Regions from separate parts of the Triticum aestivum genome. Here region 2 is linked to region 1. A link is a contact called in public Hi-C data. All regions are on one chromosome and are shown on one strand. The core of a region is the stretch at or near the end of the contact, and the rest is flanking DNA. Distances in the headings are between cores, read along the strand shown. Region 1 holds the start of LOC123137404 (E3 ubiquitin-protein ligase SIRP1). Region 2 holds the start of LOC123137466 (probable prolyl 4-hydroxylase 4).

What was found. Hi-C and Micro-C count contacts between places; a contact is called where the count stands out from the background.
Region 2: a contact with region 1 is called in a Hi-C map of leaf, with 4 times the contacts expected there. The contact joins the promoter of LOC123137466 here to the promoter of LOC123137404 in region 1. A contact is called at or near these places in 2 of 5 Hi-C or Micro-C datasets (both in leaf).

Annotation. Positions count from the first base shown.
Region 1 is chr1B:547,321,142-547,324,381 of IWGSC CS RefSeq v2.1, reverse strand. It overlaps LOC123137404 (E3 ubiquitin-protein ligase SIRP1), which reads left to right and starts at 1,445. Exons shown (of 2, transcript XM_044557157.1): 1 at 1,445-1,865; 2 at 2,659-3,240. The coding sequence starts at 2,709.
Region 2 is chr1B:547,623,366-547,626,675 of IWGSC CS RefSeq v2.1, reverse strand. LOC123137466 (probable prolyl 4-hydroxylase 4) reads right to left here and starts at 1,569. Exons shown (of 19, transcript XM_044557258.1): 1 at 997-1,569; 2 at 433-514; 3 at 260-335. The coding sequence starts at 462.

The DNA of each region.
Region 1 (3,240 bases), core at 196-2,695:
TGCGAGAAGGGCAGTGCGCAGCGGCGGAAAGGGGGTGTCGGGGAGGACGCGCACGCAGGCGGCGAGTAGTTGTATGGAGGGTACTGCACTCCGGTGAAGGCGGGCGAGGGCGTGCGCTGGGCCGGGTGTCCATGGGGGAAAGTGACGTTTGGGTTGAACCCACCGTGCGCGTCCCCGTCGGTGTAGCCCGGCGATCCCCATGGCTGCGGCGACGGAGACCCGACGCCTTGCTGGCCCCAGGGCGCATACTGCGCGTGGTTGCCGGGGGGATTCATCATCCCCGCGCGAGTCCCCTCGGCCTCGGCCTGGTCCGCCGAAGCGGCAGCGGGAGCCGCGCGTGCCGCGTTGTCGCGGGCCTTCTTGGCGAGGGCCCTGTTCCGCCGGTCGGCGGTGACGGCCTCCCGTCGCTGCACTTCTACCCTCCAATCGGTGTTTGTCATGCCCGGTGGCTTGGACGGCGGCGCCCTCGGCTTCCTCTGTTTCGTCTGGGCGACGGAGGCGGTCGCGGTTGCCGCGGCGCGGGGAACGGCGTACTTCTTCGGTGCCATGGCGGCCGGCTGGGAGGCGAGCGGGAGGTAGATTGGCGGAAAGGAGGAAATGGGAGGGAAGTGGGAAAAAGTGGGAAGAAACGGCGGGAAGAGGCGCTCGACTCGCCGACAATGCGGACCCACGCGCCCTTTTCGCTTGTGCCGGCGCCCCAGGCGCCCCCAGGGCGCCGGGTTCTGCCTGGGTCCGCTGGCATCAGTTTCGGCCCGAGCCGGCGAAAAACGGGCTTCTGGAGGGGGGCGACTGGGCCGTTTTTTTGGCGCCGGCGCGGCAAAAACGCCTGGAAAGGGCCTGTTGGGACGCGGCTGGAGATGCTCTAATTGACCAAACCAACCAAATCGAAGCGCTTCAAGTGTGGAACGAATCCACCAAGTTTGGAGTCAATCCAACCAAGTTGGAGCCGCCAATGAACAAGTTTGGTGAAAATCAACGATCAACCACTAATCTAGACAGAACTTCTCTCACAATGAGCCATCTCGCCCATTGATTGAACTGAGATCAACAGTCCACAAGTACTGCACCTGTGGCCCGGGTTAAGCTGCCATCTCACCCCGACGTGGAGAGATCAGCCCAACATATCCCGAGCTACGTGCTGCCATTAACTCTGGAGACGCAAGGTTTGACAAACAAGGACCACTGACCACGTGACTACTCTGTGTCACTGTACACGCCACGGCAACCTCACGCTTCAATGCTTCATGCTTCTTTGGTTTGGCCCATCAAGCAGCACCAACCATCATTGGAAAATCTCCGACAAAATATCAAAAGCAAAAACAAAACTTGCACGAATCCTGCATAATCAGTCCAGAGCAAAGCCATCAGAAGTTAGCTAGCACACCGACAAAACAGGGCAGATAACCCATCAGGCGCCTAGTTTACAGGTGGCCCGCTCTTCTCCGGATGATGAGAAGGACGCCCTATCCATCGGCCAAACCCTCAATCCCCATCACCTAAATAAAAAAGATCCCCCAAAAAGATCAGAAGCTTTGTGTGCTTCCAACCCATAACAAACTTCGCTTTGCTGGTGTGGTGGGATCCGAAACTAAATTATTTCCTCTTGGAGATTTGCGCCCTGGAAGATATAAAAAAATCCTCCCTGGTATTTTTCTTGACGATGAAGGAAAAGGAGAGGGACGATAACCTCTAGGGGCCGGGGAGTAAAGTATCCACCAGTCAAGCTAACCTGCCCTGCAACTCCCTTCCTGTTCGTCTTTGGCCTACCTCCAGCGAGGGAGGACTAGGAGCAGGAGCAGGAGCAGGGGGGCCGCCTCCACTCCATCCAATCCGATCCAATCCGATCCACGGGAGAAAAGCCAAAGGTCAGCGACTTCTTTCTTCTCTCGATGCTTAGTTTCGAGCAAAAGATGGTTTTTTTGGGGGTTGCTAATTCGCCCCGGTGTGCTCCAAATCAAGAACACGGTGGAGCCTGTTCCATCCCCCCTCCCGTCGAATCGAATAATATAATATCGTTCTGTTGCGAAGGATCGATTAGGGTGCCTGTTCGTTCGGGGATTTATGCGAGGATTTGTTTAGGTTGGGATCGACGACGGGTCTCGCCGCTAATTTTGTTTCCGGGGCAGCCCGATGTTGTGTGAATCTTGAGAAGTGTCCGAATTGGTCCCTTGTTTTCGCTCTTCTTTTAGGTGGGAATAGTACCCTGTTCCCCGTAGAATAGAATCGGCACCTCATTCTTGGGCTGGGAATCCAGGCTCTTGATCTCCGCCTCCCCTTCTCGGAGATCTCGGTGTCGCCGCGGCTTCAGTTGGGTATTCTCTTTAGGAATTATTAGGGCTGTCTGCCACTCCTGTTCCTAAAGAATCAGAAATATTAGAGCTAACTTTGTGTTAGATGCAAGACCTAGCTTTGTTCTTCTCCTTGTTCTTGTCCGCCATGCTGATCTCCTGTGAGATATGCCTGATTGCCATTGCAGTGTGGAATTTAGTCACACATGGACACCATGCTTCTCATGTTGTTCCACTTGTTCTTGATAAAATTGTTCCTGATATGCTGCACTTATTCTCATGGATGATAAATTATCTCATGTGTGGTTGTTTTCTTGGGGATTTATGCAGATTATTACCCTTCAACTGACTCATTGTGCACGGTTCACAGATTTGTCTTCTGCTCATGTGCTACGCTTGATCGACCGAAGGATTGGCGTTATGGCAGAAGCTGACATCACGCGCTACTGGTGCCATGAATGTCAGCAGGCTGTCGAGGAGGCCATGGTGGAGGAGCTCAAGTGTCCATTGTGTGATGGTGGGTTCGTCGAAGAGATGACCGTTGAGCAGGTTGAGGCATTGACAGAGCAAGGGGCAACTCAGTGGGACCCTCTGGACAACCCTTTTGAGCAGGCAGGATCGCCGGGGGACAGCGATGATGAAGAGAATAGTGATATAGGCCGTGAGTTTGAGGGTTTCATCAGAAGGCATCGACGGGCATCGGCACTGCGCCGTGTGCTTGATAGCATCCATGATGACCTTAGAGATGACAGGGAAAGGGACAACTCCGTTCTGATCAGTGCTTTCAACCAGGCCCTCGCTCTACAAGGTGCAGCGCTTGACCCTGACGAGGACCGAGGTGACCATGGTAACGCAAATAATGATGATGGTTTGCTAGACGAGTATGTCCTCGGGGCAGGGCTTAGTCTGCTTCTTCAACATTTGGCTGAGAATGACCCAAGCCGGTATGGTA
Region 2 (3,310 bases), core at 320-2,819, 300 kb before region 1:
AAATGTGTATTCTTGAATCTTGAACACATGAATTCTAGCATATTCCATTGAACAGGCTGCTTCTTCGTAGCACTGATTATACGAAGTTGACAGAGGCTCAATGGACTTAATGAACTGACAACCAACTTAACAAAAAAAATTTGAACCCAGATGAACTAAATTTTGATAAAATTGCGCTCATCTATTTGTTACTTGTGATCACGTTGCTACAAGACAGTGACTCAATTATTCAGCTTCCAAAAGAATTAAGATTAACTACCAGCGGAGGAGCTTGGACGGTCTGTCTTCTTTGCGGCTTTCTTATCTTTCGCCCCAAAAATCTTTGGACGACAGCCCTAGAGTACAATGATGTAAAGCCAAATTCTTAAGTCAATGATGTATCTCTGAAACTAAGAAAGAGGAGCAAAATGGGGTGAAACAAGAGACACATACCTTCATCTTTTCATCATCTGGAAACGCCATTCCCTTTGAAATCCGCCGAAAACAACCGAAGCTTATTATTCCCGGCTCAAATCTGACCGCATTATTTGGTAGAAATTAAAGATTGCCCGGTTCATCTCAAGGAAATACTAATTAGATGAACAGGGGGGTAACTCTGACATCAGCACAAATAAATAGGGGGAAAAAAGCATGTACATATACTTGTCCCAGAAAAAAAAAAGAGGAAATGAAGGAGAATATTTACACCCCAAAAGAACCTCCTGGATCTAAATTGTTCTTCAAATTCAAATTCAAATTCCTTCACTCTAGACGTGGAAGAACAGATATATGGCCCAAGCAAAAGTAAACAGAAGCCTTTCACATCAAAAACAGCCCCCACATCCACAGAGCACGCCCTTTCCAAAAAGTAGGCTACCTATCTGTATCTGACACACGGGATCTTGAGAATCCACTGCACATTACAGCTCGCAACAGAGAGACAGAGATGAACAGGAGAGAAAACAGCACAAAATGAAACAGAAATCACAGCAGTGCGGAGGCGAAGCAGGAACCCACCGAATCAGCAGCAGTTTTGCCGCCAACAGCAAATCCGGCCACCGCAGCGCCGCCCGGGAGAGCCGTGGACTGAATCCCTCCTCCCCCACCAGAGGCGCAGGGCCCTCCTCCTAAATTAACCAAGAAGGAGCTAGCCCAACGACTCCTCCCCCTAACCACCGGGAAGGCCGCGACAAGAAAGGCGAGGCGGATAGGAGGAGGAAGAGGAGCGGCGGCGCGGAGACGACGACCCCTGGAAGCCGGGGCGGGGTCTGCAGGTGCGGGAGGAGGAGGCGCACGGTCGAGGGCACGGCGGCCATTACCTAGGCCGGCCCCGCACCCCCCACCCGGCCCGGAGAATTAAACTATTCTCCCCGGACAACTGTCCCGTACTGTGCACAGCAGCGGCGTCCTCTCCTCCCCTCCCACCCGAGAAAAAAAGAATTCACCTCCCCCTCCGCGGCGTTTGTTTACGGGCGGCACGACGCGGCATGAGCACGGCGGTGGTGGTGGACCATGGGAGGGAATGAGGAGCTTGGGCGGCGCACGTGCGGCGGGATTGATTGGGTTTTGGCGCGCGGCGGAGGGAAGGTGGTGGTGGAGGCGGTTTGGGTTGGTTGGTTGGTTGGTTGGTTGAGTTGGCCTTGGAACCGCTCGTTGTCTGCTGCTGGTCAACGGTGGACACAAGGACAAAAGGGGAAGCTTATTTTATGTGGTGCCTCGTTGGTTCCGTGTCTGACACTTTCTTTACCCGGCCATGGCTGGCTTTTGGCTGAATCATTCCGTTTCCAAGCAGTGGTTCCTCACAAATCACAAACCAGATTAAAGAAACACCAATCTCAAACAATAGTGTGTGTACTTGAGTAGGTGGCGCCATATAGGGCGAGACTTGAGAGGACTGGTTCTGAGGAGCGACTCGGCAAGGCTCGGCACCCCGGTCTAGGGTTTAGGGTTTGTGTCCTGCTAAGGAGGCGAGACGGCGGCGGCTACCTAAAAATGGAATAAAGGTCTCACCGTCTAGCCCCTGTTCTGGCGGTGCATCTAGCATCGTTGTTGGACGCGTGGAGGTGTGTCTCCGGCAGATCTATCTTTCGTGGATTTGCTCGGATCCTATTCGTCTACGTTCGTGTGTCTCCGGATTGAATCCTTCCAGCCTATGTTATTCTTCATTGGTGGCGGTTGCTGTTCTGGTACGCTGGTCCTATGGGGCATTAGCACGACGACTTCCCGACTGTCTACTACAACAAGTTATGCCTGACTCCGGCGATGGAGGGGTGATACCGGCGGCGCGTCTTCGGCTCGCTTCGGTGCTTGTAGTCGTCGCTAGGTGGTCTACGGATCTGAATGTAATTTTTATTTCTTGTGTTCGTTGTACTGTCATGATTGAAGATGAATAGATTGGAAGTTTTTTCGCAAAAATAAAATGCGCCTCCGAGCGACTGAGCCGGCATATCGTCTTGAGATTTTATGAAGTCACTGTAGTGGTGGGATGGGGATACCCTGTCTGCCTAACCATCCAACCACGGATTGGTTTGCGTAACAAACCGTGTTTACCTAGCGTGTTGGGCAGGCCTACAAGGTGAATCTAGGAAAATATTCTAAGGCAATGTTTTTTTTAACACAATGCAATCAAACTCGCTCACATACACCAACATATACTCATCCTAATGAACGCAAGCACGCACGCACATCCTACCCTGTGAGCATCTTCGATAGACTGAGCTGACACATCGTGATGAGATTGATGAAGTCGTCACAGACACCTTCGTAGTAGGATACCTTCTTCCACTTAATGCACATCGTCAGAAGGCCTGAAATAAATCCAGAAAAATGCGAGCACCAATGTCAAGCCTGAGACTTTGAACTCCGATGGACTGGGGATACCACTGTCATCCTAACATCCTAATCATCCAACCATAGGTTGGTTCACCTCAAAGGCGATGTTTTCGTGGTGGTGGTGGTTGGGGGGGGGGGGGGGGGGGGGGGGGGGTTCTATGCAAGATGTTGTCTACGTGGCGGTGGTCAACTTGACACGCGCGCAAAGTCAGGCTGATTAGGACTACATAGGACCCAATGGTGAATGACTAGTACATTCAGAATCTAGATACGCAATTCTGAAGACTTGCGGGAAAATTGACACCTTCGTAAAGGCATTAAGACCTTCCATTGGTTTACTCTTTATTTTATCTTATTCAGAATAGAAGTGCATTTATTGATTAGTTGCAAAAAAGCATCAAGATTCAAGAACATATACATAGAAGATTTAAGTTAACATCCTATGAAAGTAACTCGCTGGATAAAAATCGCTCTCCTGGCAAGGGAAAAAGCGGGGCTT